Linked DNA regions of Mus musculus: regions 1, 2, 3 and 4 are each linked to region 5. A link is a contact called in public HiChIP or PLAC-seq, Micro-C and promoter capture Hi-C data. All regions are on one chromosome and are shown on one strand. Each heading gives the region's core, a stretch centred on a gene start, on an enhancer-like site or on the middle of the called end of the contact. The rest is flanking DNA. Distances are from core to core; before and after follow the strand shown.

The links. Hi-C and Micro-C count contacts between places; a contact is called where the count stands out from the background. HiChIP or PLAC-seq counts read pairs in DNA pulled down with a chosen protein or histone mark. Capture Hi-C pulls out chosen DNA fragments and counts their contacts.
Region 1: a contact with region 5 is called in a Micro-C map of embryonic stem cells, with 4 times the contacts expected there. The contact joins the promoter of Dusp14 here to the promoter of Aatf in region 5. A contact is called at or near these places in 6 of 484 Hi-C or Micro-C datasets (LSK cells, Sertoli cells, embryonic stem cells and 2 more).
Region 2: a contact with region 5 is called in a Micro-C map of embryonic stem cells, with 2.8 times the contacts expected there. The contact joins the promoter of Znhit3 here to the promoter of Aatf in region 5. A contact is called at or near these places in 3 of 484 Hi-C or Micro-C datasets (CD4 T cells, double positive thymocytes and embryonic stem cells), 2 of 115 datasets of contacts at active chromatin or transcription factors (bone marrow-derived macrophages and memory CD8 T cells) and 2 of 9 other capture datasets (adipose tissue and liver).
Region 3: a promoter capture Hi-C map of adipose tissue shows a contact between it and region 5. The contact joins the promoter of Ggnbp2 here to the promoter of Aatf in region 5. A contact is called at or near these places in 3 of 39 promoter capture datasets (the C10 cell line, embryonic stem cells and liver), 10 of 484 Hi-C or Micro-C datasets (CD4 T cells, CD8 T cells, Sertoli cells and 3 more), 6 of 115 datasets of contacts at active chromatin or transcription factors (bone marrow-derived macrophages, effector CD8 T cells, embryonic stem cells and 3 more) and 3 of 9 other capture datasets (adipose tissue, liver and pancreatic islet).
Region 4: a contact with region 5 is called in an H3K4me3 HiChIP or PLAC-seq map of embryonic basal ganglia, with 4 times the contacts expected there. The contact joins the enhancer-like site here to the promoter of Aatf in region 5. A contact is called at or near these places in 9 of 39 promoter capture datasets (the C10 cell line, the HPC-7 cell line, HPC-7-derived erythroid cells and 7 more), 1 of 15 datasets of contacts at CTCF or cohesin (the NIH/3T3 cell line), 7 of 484 Hi-C or Micro-C datasets (cortical neurons, cumulus cells, embryonic stem cells and 2 more), 24 of 115 datasets of contacts at active chromatin or transcription factors (the NIH/3T3 cell line, the SCID.adh cell line, acute myeloid leukemia and 17 more) and 4 of 9 other capture datasets (adipose tissue, embryonic tail, liver and 1 more).

The regions. Positions count from the first base shown.
Region 1 is chr11:84,066,985-84,069,684 of GRCm38.p6, forward strand. It overlaps Dusp14 (dual specificity phosphatase 14), which reads right to left and starts at 1,373. Exons shown (of 3, transcript NM_019819.3): 1 at 1,286-1,373.
Region 2 is chr11:84,915,075-84,917,774 of GRCm38.p6, forward strand. Znhit3 (zinc finger, HIT type 3) reads right to left here and starts at 1,292. Exons shown (of 5, transcript NM_001005223.3): 1 at 1,182-1,292; 2 at 1,025-1,056. The coding sequence starts at 1,267.
Region 3 is chr11:84,869,534-84,872,233 of GRCm38.p6, forward strand. Ggnbp2 (gametogenetin binding protein 2) reads right to left here and starts at 1,257. Exons shown (of 14, transcript NM_001364114.1): 1 at 1,072-1,257; 2 at 344-539. The coding sequence starts at 436. Ggnbp2os (gametogenetin binding protein 2, opposite strand) reads left to right here and starts at 472. Exons shown (of 2, transcript NR_131201.1): 1 at 472-563; 2 at 1,671-2,098.
Region 4 is chr11:84,774,413-84,777,112 of GRCm38.p6, forward strand. No RefSeq gene overlaps it. Among named protein-coding and RNA genes, the nearest start is that of Mrm1, 44 kb to the right of the region's middle. Within about 2 kb of position 1,284, at least 16 of the 459 cell types and tissues checked have an H3K27ac peak or open chromatin away from gene starts, as enhancers often do. A contact at or near this core is called in cortical neurons, embryonic basal ganglia and ganglionic eminence, where this site is marked.
Region 5 is chr11:84,512,073-84,514,772 of GRCm38.p6, forward strand. Aatf (apoptosis antagonizing transcription factor) reads right to left here and starts at 1,429. Exons shown (of 13, transcript NM_019816.1): 1 at 1,220-1,429; 2 at 69-257. The coding sequence starts at 1,310.

The sequences.
Region 1 (2,700 bases), core at 123-2,622, 450 kb before region 5:
CTGCAGTCAGCCAGTATCAAAGGTTTCCTTCCGAGAGGAGGACTAAGCTCAGCGGCGCGGCGCTCTCGAAAAGGATGCTGAGAAGACTCGAATGAAGCCAACTGTCTCCCGTTTTATGGGGGAAAGCCAAAAATACCAAGCAGCTATTCTCCTCCCCCAAGCGTCAGTAGGTGAGTCAGAGCTGGAGGCAGGAGTGGGGCCCATGTGTCAAGCCGCCTGTGCAGGGCTCCTTCCTCCCTCCTCCCGGGAACTCTCGGCCCTCGTCTGACCTCATGGGAATTCTTAAGGTGTCTCCAGCAAGGAAGAAGTGGTGCCTCACTCTGGGGGTGCCTCACTCCTCTGTTTCTCAAGGAAACCGAGACTAAATGCCCTTTATGAGTCCACAAAAGACAACAGCAAATTGCAGCCCTAAACACAACTTTGCAAAGAATACATACAACACCCAAAGAGTTGCATCTTGTTGGAGGGACCCGGCTTTGTAGCTGAGGCCTGCGGCTGCAGACCACTGTCCCTTGGCCTCTCTGACCTTTCATTGTCCTCAGGGAGGATGTTCTGGTATCCCATTAAACTTCAAAGTTGGTACTTTTTGGAGCAAGAACTGCAGGAAACTGCGTTAAAACTCTTGGTCCACATTTCATTAAAGTCAGTTAAGAATCCGAATCCTTGCCTCCGTTTTTTACATCTACAAATCGGGAAAGCACAGCTCTCCACCTACCTCTTAGAAACTTCACTGAAAACTACCCAGAGAACGTAAACCAAATGCCGTGGGGCTCTCCTGAGTGGAAAGTATGAGGTATTGTTTTTAGTATTATTAGACCGGGAGACTACTGGTAAAACACCCCGCCTTCTCTTGCCTCTAAGATGCCCAGTTACCATAACATTAGCCGATGCCACTGGCAACATCCACTTCAATAGAAGGTAGTTATACAATCCTAAGGCGGCTACACCACTCGGCTCCCTTCCCTACCCCAAGCCCAGTACAATTCAACTTCGCTCCAGAGCAAGGATACTTAGGAGAAATAAGAGTCAGATGTGAGCATGGTGCACACCAATCTAACACCGAGGAGAGACGCTCAAGTTGAGTTCTTGGCATAGCAGAAAGCCAAGTGTTTCCAGGGGGTGGCGGGGCCGGTCGCGGGGTGCATGCTGACGCCTGCCGGCTTGGGTTCGGGGATCCCAGCCTCTCCCGCCCCGCGCCCCGAGGTCGCCGAGCACCCGCACAAAGTTTGCAGAGCCGAGGGTCGCATGCGCCCGGGCCCCTCTGGCTCTCCCCCGCACCCCGTACCGAGTGTGCCGGTGGCGGCAGCGGCGGCTCTCGGGTCCGTGCTGCTGCGAGGCTCGCGGCTTCTGCCCGCCGGCCTCGCGCGCCTCCCGCTCCCTGCGCGCTGCCGCCCTCTTCCGAGCGCGGGCCCGCAGCGGGGACGAGCGTGGGTTCCGGGCGCCGCGCGTGCGCGCTGCGGCGCGGGCAGGTCCTCCTGGCCCCGGTTCCTACTCACCTGGACTTACTCGCAGACCCCTGCTCCTTGAAGCCGCGTTGTCCTCCGGCCCAGCTTCTGAGCTGGCGTTCGAAGAATCTGTCCAAATGCAGAGAGGCAACTGCGGGAAGAGACAGAATAAAAGGTGTGAGCGCCGCAGCCAGTGACTAATCACCGCCTCTCAGCCACCCCCTCCTCCTCCCCCGGGCGAGACAGCCCCAGGTGCGGACCCAAGGGGGAAGGCAAAGCCACTCTTTTTTGCTTGTTTGTTGAGGCAAGGTCTCACTATGTAGACCAGGTTGGCCTGGAACTCACAGAGACTCGCCTGCCTCTGCCTTTATCTCCCTAAAGCTGGGATTAAAGGTATAAACCACCACGCCCTAATTCTTCCGTCAACTGCTGGGTGGATTTTGATTGACAGGTGAGGGAAGTAACTGGGGAAACTCCAAAGGAGTTAAAGACCCCTAAACCTCTGATGCATTGACAGTACCCACACTCCTAGGTACAACGAGGCTGACTTGTGGAACCCTTGAAATTTCTTTGCTCTCAACTAGCTCTCTCGCTCTCTCCCTCTCTCTTTCCTCTCTTTCTGTCCTCTTTAGGTTTTCTCACCTGAAATGAATGGATGCAAACTGACTTTAGCGCCACCCTACTCTTCTCTTCGCAAAACTGAGGGGCGATACAGGGGCGGTAGGAACGACTTCCTCCAGCCTCTGCAGTGAGTCAGACTCCAGGAGTCCTGACTTGGCGCTCGGTTGGTCCTGTGCTCACCCAAGCAATGCCCTCGCTGTAGCAAATCGCTGACATCAGAACTGCTGAAGTCAAACTAGTATTCTTGGATTTGGGGGAGGGGACAGAGGAGGAGCACGCCGCACTTAGGGCTTACTTAACAGTTTCTAGCATCTTCAAGTAAAACCTGGAGGTTTTTGTTTTACTTTCTTTCTTTTTTTAATCTCCATTGGCCAACTGGATTCAGTCTTTTTGTGGGTGCTGCAATATCTAGAAGTTTTTGTCTGTTTCCCAGACGAAAATATAACAGCAGAGGCATTTTAGTGATAATACAGGGAAAGCTAAAATGGCCTAGACTGAAGAGATTTGATGCCATTAAAAAGCATGAGAGCTTTAAAATTAGGCAAAATTAACCATTTCATGAAGAACACAAGGAGACTAAGATTAGGTTAAAGCACCGAGTTCAAACTGCATGGGAATATATCTTTCTGGTACT
Region 2 (2,700 bases), core at 42-2,541, 400 kb after region 5:
ACAAAGCATGATCATGATAGATAGGCCAGCCTGAACTACATAAAAAAAAAAAAAAAAGAGCCAGTCTCAGCTGGGCCGTGGTGGCTTGTGCCTTTAATCCCAGCATTAGGAAACTAAGGCATGGGGATTGTGAGTCTGGGAGGAGTATAGAATATATAGTTCAGCCAGGCGTGGTGGTGTACGCCTTTAATCCCAGCACTCGCGAGGCAGAGGCAGGCAGATCTCTGAGTTCGAGGCCAGCCTGGTCTACAAAGTGAGTTCCAGGACAGCCAGGGCTACACAGAGAAACCCTGTCTCGAAAAACAAACAAAAACAAAAACAAAACAAAAAAAGGAATATATAGTGAATCTGAGATACTCTTTCTCAGCACAAAATAAAACAGCACTTGGGAGGCAAGAGGCAGGCAGATCGCTATGAATTTGAAGCCAGCCCGGTCTACAGAGCGAGTTCGAAGGCAGCCAGAAACCCTTTATTGAAAAGCAAACAAAGAAAGAAGGAAAATGAAAGAAGAAAAAGAACCAGCCGGGCGTGGTGGCTCACGCCTTTAATCCCAGCACTCGGGAGGCAGAGGCAGGCGGATTTCTGAGTTCGAGGCCAGCCTGGTCTACAGAGTGAGTCCCAGGACAGCCAGAGCTACATAGAGAAACCCTGCCTCGGAAAAAAAAAAAAAGAGGAGGAGGAGGAGAACCTGTCTCAAAATACCACACACAGAAAAAGAAAATTTCTCCTATTGTAAATAATAAACAACCATATTTTAAAGACAACCATTGCTGGCTAATTGACCTCAGCCAAGGCAGTTTCTGCGATAGTGAGGGGCTACACTAGAATGTCAAGATGAATAAATAGCTAAGACTTTTCCCAAGAAAGCAGCTGACTTGCTTTGGATTATTTGAGACAGGGTCTCAGTCTGTAGTCAGGCTGGCTTTGAACTGGCGGGAATCCTCCCGCTTCGGGTTCCTGGGGGCATGGGGCCTGTACGGTACAAAGAAGGAGCAAGGGCTGCGACGGTGTCCCGGGGTCTTACCTTTGTGCTTCTGAAAACAGGGGACCGAACAGCTGTAATGAGACAGACAGGCTCAGGTCAGCACGATCAGCACGAGCGGCCGCAGCACGTACCCCTTGCCCGCAGCCGCCGCCCGCAGCCCGGCCTCCCTCCGAACCCACTACCCGCTCTGGCTCACTAGGGCACGCGGCAAGTCGGGCAACGGTATTTCGGCTTCTCCAAACAGACCACACAGACCGCAGTCCTACAATTCAGCGACGCCATGACTTCCCAGAAGACACCCGCGCTCACTCTTTTACCTAAACAAGGGCCAATCACAGCGCTCCGCACTCATTGGCAGTCAGAAGCAATGGATTGATCCTGTTCTCTATTCTAGGCCTCACCTGTAGAGTGTCGATACAGTAGATGTGCATTTAGAGCTGCTGCGTCAAGGATTTTTTTCCTCTGATTAGATCAGGCCACGGAACTCAGGATTTTTCTGCCTCTGCATCCCTGACACTGACATCACAAGTGTGCACCACCATGCCTAATCAAAGACATTAAAAAAAAAAAAAAACTGTATACGTGTGCGCCTGTGCCGGGGTAAATGATGTCCCTGCCCCAAGAGAGACCAGAAAAAGATATCAGATCCAATGGAGCTAGAGATAGGCGGGTTTGAACTTCCTACTGTGAATGTTAAGACTCAAACTCTGTAACAGCATCTAGCGGTCCTTACTGCTAAGCCACTTCTCCCAGCCCAAAAGACATTTGAGGCTGAGCTGCTGACAAATGCTTGTTGAACCCCGACTGTGAGTTCTACAATGTCCAGACACTGGGGATGATTGGAAGACGGTCTCTTCCCTAGGAGCACAAGGCTTGAAGTGAAAACAGAATGGGGAAAGGACTAAGGAAGAGACTGGAATTTTAGTGTCAAGCCGTGCATTTGCACGACTCTGAAAATGAGCCTGTAGGTTTTCTTGTGCTTCATGCCACTACAAGCCATGGTGGAGTTGACTGACTGCAGAGCAGATCAGTGGCTAGGCTAAAGGAATCCAGGCTAATGAGTCAGAATAGATGGGCTATGACTAACCTTGAAGGCTACTATAGACTTTAGTTATAGACAAAATCGTGGAGTCAGTTGTGTTAAGGTCTGAGACCCTGTTGCAGGGTGTGTCACCAGGCCCTACTTGGAATCCTGTTTTCTTTAAGAAACTTGCTCCTCTCTGAAGCTCTGAATTTGGTCTAACCTAAACTCCAGCTTCCAGGACCTTAAATCATGTTCCTCTCCCAAATGCCTCCTCCTCATCTATGTGGCCCATTCAGGCTCTAGGGTCCTTTGTTGATTTGTTTGTTTGTTTTTGTTTTTGTTTTTGTTTTTAAGACAGGGTTTCTTTGTGTAACCCTGGCTGTCCTGGAACTCATGCTGTATACCAGGCTGAGCTTGAACTCACAGAGCCGGCCTGCCTCTGTTTCCACCAGCCCTGCTCTAGGGTCCCTGTTAATAAGTGTGCGCATGAGCATCTGTGCCTGCTGAGATGGAGCTGCTGCAAACTAGGCAGTGCCTGGAGCCCTGACTCCCACTCTTTGAGTGTCTTAGAGGGCTTGGTTGCTACCTGAGCCCTTTTATCAATTAAAGTGGATGTCCAGACCTAAATTCTTGAGCTATTGAAAGACAAATGGAAATCATACATATATATTTTTTAACCTGTAGCTGGCAA
Region 3 (2,700 bases), core at 7-2,506, 360 kb after region 5:
GCCCTAAACGCCCCAGCTCCTTCAACCCTTCTCCCCGGCGCGTGCTTAGGCAAACAGCGTCTCAAAGGCAGGCCTAAAGGCCAAAGGTTCGGAGAGGGAGGAAGACCCGAGCAGGGGACCTCCAAGTGCCTTCGGGGCGCTGGATCTGGGGCCTGCCAAGGGTACCGAGAGGCCCCGCTGCAATGGCGAGTTCGTGGGGCCCATCGGAGAGGCGGCCTCGCCTAGGAGTTGCAACACACTCTTTCTCCAGTGCGCAGCGCTCGGCCTGGGGGAGGGGAAACAGCTGCCAGGCCGGGGAGCAGCGGGCCCATCCCGGCCCGGCCCGCTCAGCCCGCTCGCTCACCGTCAGGGTGTCGTCTATGTAGAGGGGGATCTGCCTCCTCTCGAAGGGGAACTCCTCCTCCCCGTCCCTGCACACTGCCACCAGTCGCGCCATCGTCCCCGACGCTGCCGTTGCCACCGTCACCACCTCCTCCCAGCTGCTGCCGCCGCCGCTGCTCCTGCCGCCGCCGCTGCTGCTGCCTCCTCCCAGCTCCTGCCTGCAACAGCCAAACCCCGCGAGCGTAAGCACCCGCCACCTCGCAGCACATTCGCCACGGGTGAAAGGGGTGGGGGGGCGCGGAGCGAGAGAGGACAGGAGAGCCGCGCTGCGTTTCCCATCACCCGATTCCACACGCGCTCAGCCAATCAGCGCCCCGCAGCGCCGGGACCCGCCCCCTCGCGCCGCCTGCCCTCCCCCACCCAGACCCCCCCTCCCCACCCACCCACCCCCCCCCCCCCCGCCCGCCGGCCTCCAGTCAGGGTCCAAAGGAGAGGCGGAAAAGGACCTGCTGGCCCCGGGACATCCCCGCCCAGCTCGGGAGTCCGGGCTCCAGAAGCCCATCCCCGCCTCGGCTACACAGCCCAAGCCCGCACCCCCTGCCGCTGACCCCTTCTCTCCTGGCTGAGCGCCCCGCCCAGGGTGGCCCCCTAGGCTGCAGTTGCCCGGCGCCACCCCGCCCCTGGGAGGGGTCGACCCTGCCTCGGCTCTGCAGAGTTGGGGTGGGGGCGAGCTCAGACCCCAGTCCTCACCCGGGTCGGAGAGAGAGAGCTCTCGGTTCTGACCTTCACTGACTTCGAGGACGCCTCCCTGACCCCCACCTCTGCTCCCCGTTACCGGCTGACGAGGCCCGCGTCAGGGCCGGCCTGGGCGGGAGCGCGGCTGCGATTGCCGTTTCCTCTCCAGGCTCAGTCAGCCGCTCGCGCCACGGGGAGTGTGGGAGGGAGGGCGGGGGACGTGGGGAGGGTGGGGCCGGGGAGGGGGGGCCGCGAACTCCAGGCGGGGCCTGCCTCTTCTCGCGAGACCGCGGCCGCCTCGCTCGTGTCCCGACTTTCGAAATCGGCTTGTACGGGTGGGGGGAACCCCCTGTGCTGTCGCGCTCGGCTGACCTGCGTGGTGCCCCGGATTTACCAAAACGAGCGTGAAAATAGGGCCAGTGGGGAGGCCCAGCAGGAGCAGCCGGGGTCCCTGCCAGTGACGACCCGGGATCTGCTCTCTGGAGACCGGTGGGGTGGAAAGCCCACTGGGGGGGGGGGGGAACCCAGATAAGACTTGGGTGAGCGATGAAGAGCTGGCGCTGTCGAGGTCTAGGAGAATGGACACTGCAGAGACCTTTGACCTTGTTTTCCAGGTTGCACACATGCGGACTTCCACCCCTGTAAGACTGGAGGAAAGGGCTCTGCTACCCTGACTCACCCAGAGCCGGCCGCCTTATGGGGACTGCAGCAAGATGGATGGAAAATATGTGCAGGATCTGTTGTTACAATAGACAGAAAACTGAACTGTAGTCTATGTGTAGCTTCCGACCAAAGGAACTTCTTGAGTTAATATTAACTTAAGGGACTCCCTTGGGCAAAGTTACTGATAGTGGCCAAAGGCCCTTCGGTCTGACCATCTTCCGAGAACCAGAGCTGCTGTAAAGAGAGTTTCCTCTGCACTCTTGACTACTGCCACGTTCTCAGGTACTAGTCTACGGAGGTCCATTGTAAAGCCAAAAAGATGGAAAATGTTTTGTCTTGATGGTTTTAATAATAAATCCATTCGCTGCTTGTACAACTACCAGATCTTAAGGACAGATCGAATATTTTCTGGTAAAATAGGGTAAAGCTGTTGTTACTGACCTTTAAAAGTATTTTGATCACATGAAGTCTTTCAAGTCACAACCAAAAAAAAAAAAAAAAAAAAATCCCACAGTGCATCCTTAGCCTTGTTGACTTATGACATTGTGTGGTCATTGTTAGAGTAGGTGACATAATAAACTGGAAGAACCATTGTGTGTTCCCAAAGGTGTGATTATCCAGTAAATATGTCTTTGGGCCATACTAAAAGCAGAACAGTGCGATCCTTAGTTGAAGTCCAGTTTTTCACGCACCTTCTGACAGGTTAAAATACATAGTAAAACTATGGACATTTTTAGAGAATCTTGTGTTTTATGTCTACAACTACTACAATCTATGTACCTACTTTGATTAATTGAATTTTAGGTTATGCTTGGTAACAAATATTGAGCCAATATGTATATAGCTACTAGCTTTAATTTTCACTATTAAATATACACCAGGTACTAGGAAAGAACCAAGCTATGAAAAAAAAAAAAAAAAAAAAGGCAGTTGACAAGCTAAAATACCTCTGTTTTCACTATAATGGCTGTATTAGATAAG
Region 4 (2,700 bases), core at 34-2,533, 260 kb after region 5:
CCTCTGGGAAGATTCCAATCATAGCAGGTATGGACTGCCCACGCTGACAGGAAGCACACACGTTAACGGGGTCCCTTCCTTTGGGGTGGGCCCCATCACTTCTTAACCAAGTGTTCTTCCCTGCCTATTTGCAGCCTCATCCCCATCACTTTCTTTGTTCTTTGTGTGCGTGCTAGCGGTGTGTGTGCACATGTATGTGTGCAGGTGGAGATCAAAACAAAGTCCTCAGATATCATTTCATGGGTGTAGTCTTTTTTTTTTAAACGGTCTCTCACTGGCCTGTGGCAGCACATACAACATTAGGGAAGGCTGGCTACCCAGCAAGGCCCAGAGATCCATCTCCCACCACCACTCCAACAATGGGATCACAAGAAGATGCTACTCCCACCCCACCCCCACCCCACGCCAATTATTTTACATGGGTTCCGGGGGATTGAACTCAGGTCCTCACGCTTGCAAGGCAAGCACTGTACTGATTGATTATCCCCCATCCTCACAATCACCTTCTTCATCAACTCTAAGCCAGGAGCCATCTCTACTGGGGAATAGGAACCACAGAGGCAACCACAGAAAACGAGGTGCCCTTGCCTGCAGCCCACAGGACCTGTGCTGTCCAGATGGGGTAGATGCAGCCAAGGCCCAGCTACAGCAGCCCCAGCCGCAGCCCCAGCTCAGCCCCAGCCTGTCTCCACACTTAGCTACTAATGTACTGAGTCCTATCAAGACACAGTGAAGCGGGGCGTAATTTTTGCAGAAAACAATGTGGGTGATGTATGCCCACAACTGGTACACAATAAAACTGTAGTCGAACGCAGCGGAAAAAAATGCACCCAGTCAATACAATAAAATCAGCACAAATACACTCGTGTAAAGCAAACAAATCTCTCCGTCCCGATGTGTGACAGCACACGCAGGAGGGGGCGGAGCAGAGTGTCTGTACCAGCCAAGTGCTCCCAGAAATCTTGAGAGGAAATAGCCAAGCTGACCAACCAAATAAATAAATAAATAAATAAATAAATAAAACTAAATAAACAAATATAAAGATGAAGGACTTTGGGGACTGGTTTGCATTTCTGGCCTCAGATTTCTTCTGGCAAGGCGACTAAGGGGCTAGAGGCCCCCAAATTACCATTCATCTGGCCTTGTTGTGGAAATTTTCAAGGGATTTGCAGTAATTATATGACAAAATGCTTGCAAATCTCACTCATTGCTGAACAGAAACAGGCGGGTCAGGGATTGAACACTTTCAGCTGGGTAATTTGTAAATGTCAATCAGGCAACGGGGCAGAGAGAAGGGGGTGGGGGAGAGAGGGAAAGGAGCCAGAAAAAGACTGTAGCAACAAGAGGCTGCTTCCTCCTCCCAGAACTAGGACTCCAAAGGCGCTGGCCAGACCCTGGGCAGAAGCACCGGGAAGGGAGGAGGGAGGACAGGGACAGCAGAGGAAGGGGGAGGGATACAGACATGGTGGGGACAAGTATGGAGGGGGGCTGGGTGGAGGGAGCTGGGGGAGGGAGAGTTGTGGATAGAGAAGAGACTGAATCAGGAAAAACAGTTTAAATAAAACCAGGGGAGATTAAATTAACTGATACATACATTCCAAGAGGTAGGTCGCAGGAGCAGCCATAAATACCAGCTCCCTATCTCCCCTGCTCGAGACAGCAGGGAGAGCCAAATAAAATTAAAAGATATAACAATAAAAATTACAAATGAATCTGGAGGTCCTGTACTCCAGGTCTGTAATGGAGGCTCTGAGCAAAACGAGCCTGGGGCACAGCCCTCACACAAACCAGGGAGCCCCTCCGTGTGGAGGCTGGGGGACTATGTTATTGACTGTCCCACTGTTTGCTGGGTCTACAGCTTCACCCAACAGGATGCTTGCAGGGGTGATGGCTTATCAACAAGACAAGTGATTATGCACATCGTAATTTACAAGGTCTTTTCTGGCCGTTACCACATGGGGTTGGGGAGTGGGGTTTGTTTCACTCATTACAGGGTGAGGCTTAAAGAGGCTGGGATGGCCAAACTAACAGGTAGAGGGAGGATTTGAACCCAGGACCCCTTTCCACACCTCTCCTTGTTATGGTTTGAAGCTGATTTTGAATCCTTGCTCCCCAGCTGTTGGAGCCATTTAGGAAGATGGTAGAACCTTAGGAGTTAGAGCCAGGCTGCTGGAAGTAGTGCATGAGGGGCGGGCCCTTGACAGTTACAGCCTGCCCTGGCTGTTGCTGCCTTCTCTGCTTCCTAGTCTCCTGGGATGTGAGCATCTGCCTGCTCCACCTTCCCTGCCATGACAGAACCCTCAAAAACCACGAGCCAAAATGGGTTCTTCCTCTTGTAAGTTGTTTTGTCAGACAAAAGTAGTGTGTAATTCAGCCTCCAGGGACTTAGGCTGTCTGAGAGACTAAATATGTTCTCTGAGCAGAGAAGCAACATCCCTAAGCTTAGAGTAGCTTGCCCCAGGTTCTAAACTGGCCAAGACAGCATTCTCGGAGCAGAAACATTCAACTTTCCACATTCGAAAGACTTCTCTTTTTCAAATCTAAAAGTTACTTGCATGCCTGCCAGCCAGCCACATGCACATTCCTGGCTGTAATTCTAACACCTGTAGAGTCAGGAGATGCCAAATGGCCCCAAAGCTTCGATAAGTCAAAAACACCTTTAAAGAAATTTTAATTTATTCTCAGCACCATAGTACTGAC
Region 5 (2,700 bases), core at 179-2,678:
GAAACAAAACAGTTTAACCATACAGAACTAAGCCAAGAGAAGAGTTTGGGGTGAAAATGTCTACTCACCAGATGAACTTGGCAGAGCCTGCTCCCAATGGTCTTCTTTCCAAGCTTTCCTAGAAGTGGTCTTGCCAGAATACCTTTTGTCGGTGTCCAAGAGGGAGACTGGTGCCAACTTTCTAATGCTACTCACTGCCAGATCATCTTTCTCCTCTTCCCCTTCATCAAACCTGTCAATCACTCTGGCTCTAGTGGCTGTTGGGGAGGGAGAAAAATAGAATCTTAGGTTAGAAAAATACTTTAACAGGAACCCACTTAAGCCATTTCAACCCCACACCCCACCTTCCTGTACTAGGTGAGTACTCTTAGTACTGGGCTCCACCCCAGCCCTTGATTCATTGTGTCCTCTATAACATAACATAACTAACTTACAGGAATAGGGAGTTGACTTCTGGTTTCTAAGGAGACTGCTGTCATATTGCTATCTATTTCTAAACAGAGAGCTAACTCCCTGCAACTACTAGGAGACATGTTTTTATGCCTTGGAACTTATAAATCTAGGAACGTATAAATCTGATTCTTCCTTGCTTTTCCATGGTGTTTTTTATTGTTTTTCTTTTTCAGAGGTTCTGAAAATTAAATCCAGTGCATCAAGTGTTATCGGCTACATGCCCAGGGTCCTTAATTCTTCCTCAATATGTGACAGTCATTGGGTGCTATAGACACTCATGACACCCCTCCAGTTGTCTTTCTCACACCTCCCTGACCCAAGTCTAAAGCACAATTACTCCCAGCCGGTCTCAGAACAGGTTTATGAAGAATCAGTCTGTCATCAGAATGTGGACAAATGGCTTAAGGCCTAAATAAACATGGCTAAACAGCATCGGGTAATCATTTTCATTCTCATGAAGATTTTAGAAGCAGTCAGTTTCAAACACACAAAAACCTGAAACTCATCAGGCTTCTTTCTCCTTTCGAAGGTAATACCAAGAAAAGTGGCATCCTAAACTGCTGCCAGCCGGCTGCCTGCAACTCCCCGCCAGGGTCCTGATGTCCCGCCCACCCCCAGAGTCTAGAATGCTGGATTACTGCTCACGCCACCCTCCCAAGAGACAATTTTCCCCCAGCGAAAAGGGAAGGCGAGCAGGTCCAAGCACCAGCGGCCCTTGAAGTCGGAGCCACTGCTCTGCACGTGGTTAGCCCCAGTCAGGCCTCACCCTCCTCCGGGTCGGCCTCAGGATCCGCCTCACGCGGTCTCGGATTCAGCAACTGTTCCAGCTGCAGAGCCAAGGGCTGCGGCGCCGCCATGGTCACCAGGTCACTGCCGGCGCTGCGCTCGTGAACCTGCACTGCAGCCCGAGCCCCCCGGCCCGACACTCGCAGCAGTGGCGCTACGGCCCAGACTCTACTTGGCAACTCAAGGCGGAGACCTCGCGGAGGCGGCGTTTAGAATCCCAGTAGGCAACTTCCGGGAGGCGCGCGCGCGCCGGAGGGGCGGGGCGTCGCGTCACCACTGGGCTGCTAAGCTGAGACGCAGGCGCCCGAAACCGTGGCAGGGTTGCGAGCCGCCCGAACGCGCGTGCGCCGGAGGCCCCTCGGACGCGCGGCGCGGGAGCGCGCCGGAGCACGTGACCGCTTGGAGCGAGAAAGGTTGATTGTGCTCTGAGCTGCCAGGGTCCCCTAAGCACGAAATAACGCCTCGAGCTTTGTGCGAGCTTGGTTTAGGAATTAAGCGTAAAGTAGCTGTGGCTGCTGGTGGCTGGCTGGTTTGTGAAAGGGAGTGAAGGATAAGCCTCTCAAACCTCAGGTACACACTCGAGCAAGCACAGACCCGGGACTCAAAACGGGGCTTTTCTCAGGGTAGAGGAGCCTGCGGCCAGGCACACAGCTTCGGGCCAGGATCTGAGAGGCCTGCGTGTGTTAAGTGTGCGGCGAGGTGCGATCTTTATTGATAGAAATAATTAGGAATCGCGATGGTTGTACCACAAATCAAGATTGTTTCTGTAGCTTCTTGTACCCTCTTGCCTGGGCAATCACAGGGAGGGGCAGGGGGGTAGAATTACTCTACTACAGAAGCGTTGATATTAACAGCTTTTCTGTTCAAAGATGGAGTGACTCAGTCAGACCCCCGAAACTAGTGAAGATGGGAGAAGAGAAACCCTTCACTCAGTTCTGGTATTAGATGGCCAGACTCAAAATACACAAAGACCTTAATGTGATAAATGTAATTGCACCCAGGCCCATGAAGCTATGCCATCACTTTGCATTCGTTTTTCTTTTCATGGAGCATCCCTTGACGCCCACTACTGTGGCAAGCACTGCTAGATGAAATATAGGATGTGTAAGTTAGACTCTCTCTCCACACAGTGACCAGTCTAGAAGGGCAGGAAACATGAACTGCACCGAGGAATGACAAATTTGAGTGTAAAGTGGTCTGTCTATACTGATCTGTTGGAGGTCTTCCTCCATGGAGACCTAGAATCTACTATAACAGGAAAGCTGCCTCAGAAGAATCCAGAAAAAAAAAAAAAAGAAAAAACGACTTGAATAATAGACACTGTGTCCATGCCTGTTTGTATGTTAAGACAGTCTCTTGCCTCCTACACATCATGTAATTGAAGATGACCCTGAATTTCTTGACCCTCCTGTCTCCACTGGGATTAGAGACATGTGCCTGCCACTACACCCTGTTTATTTA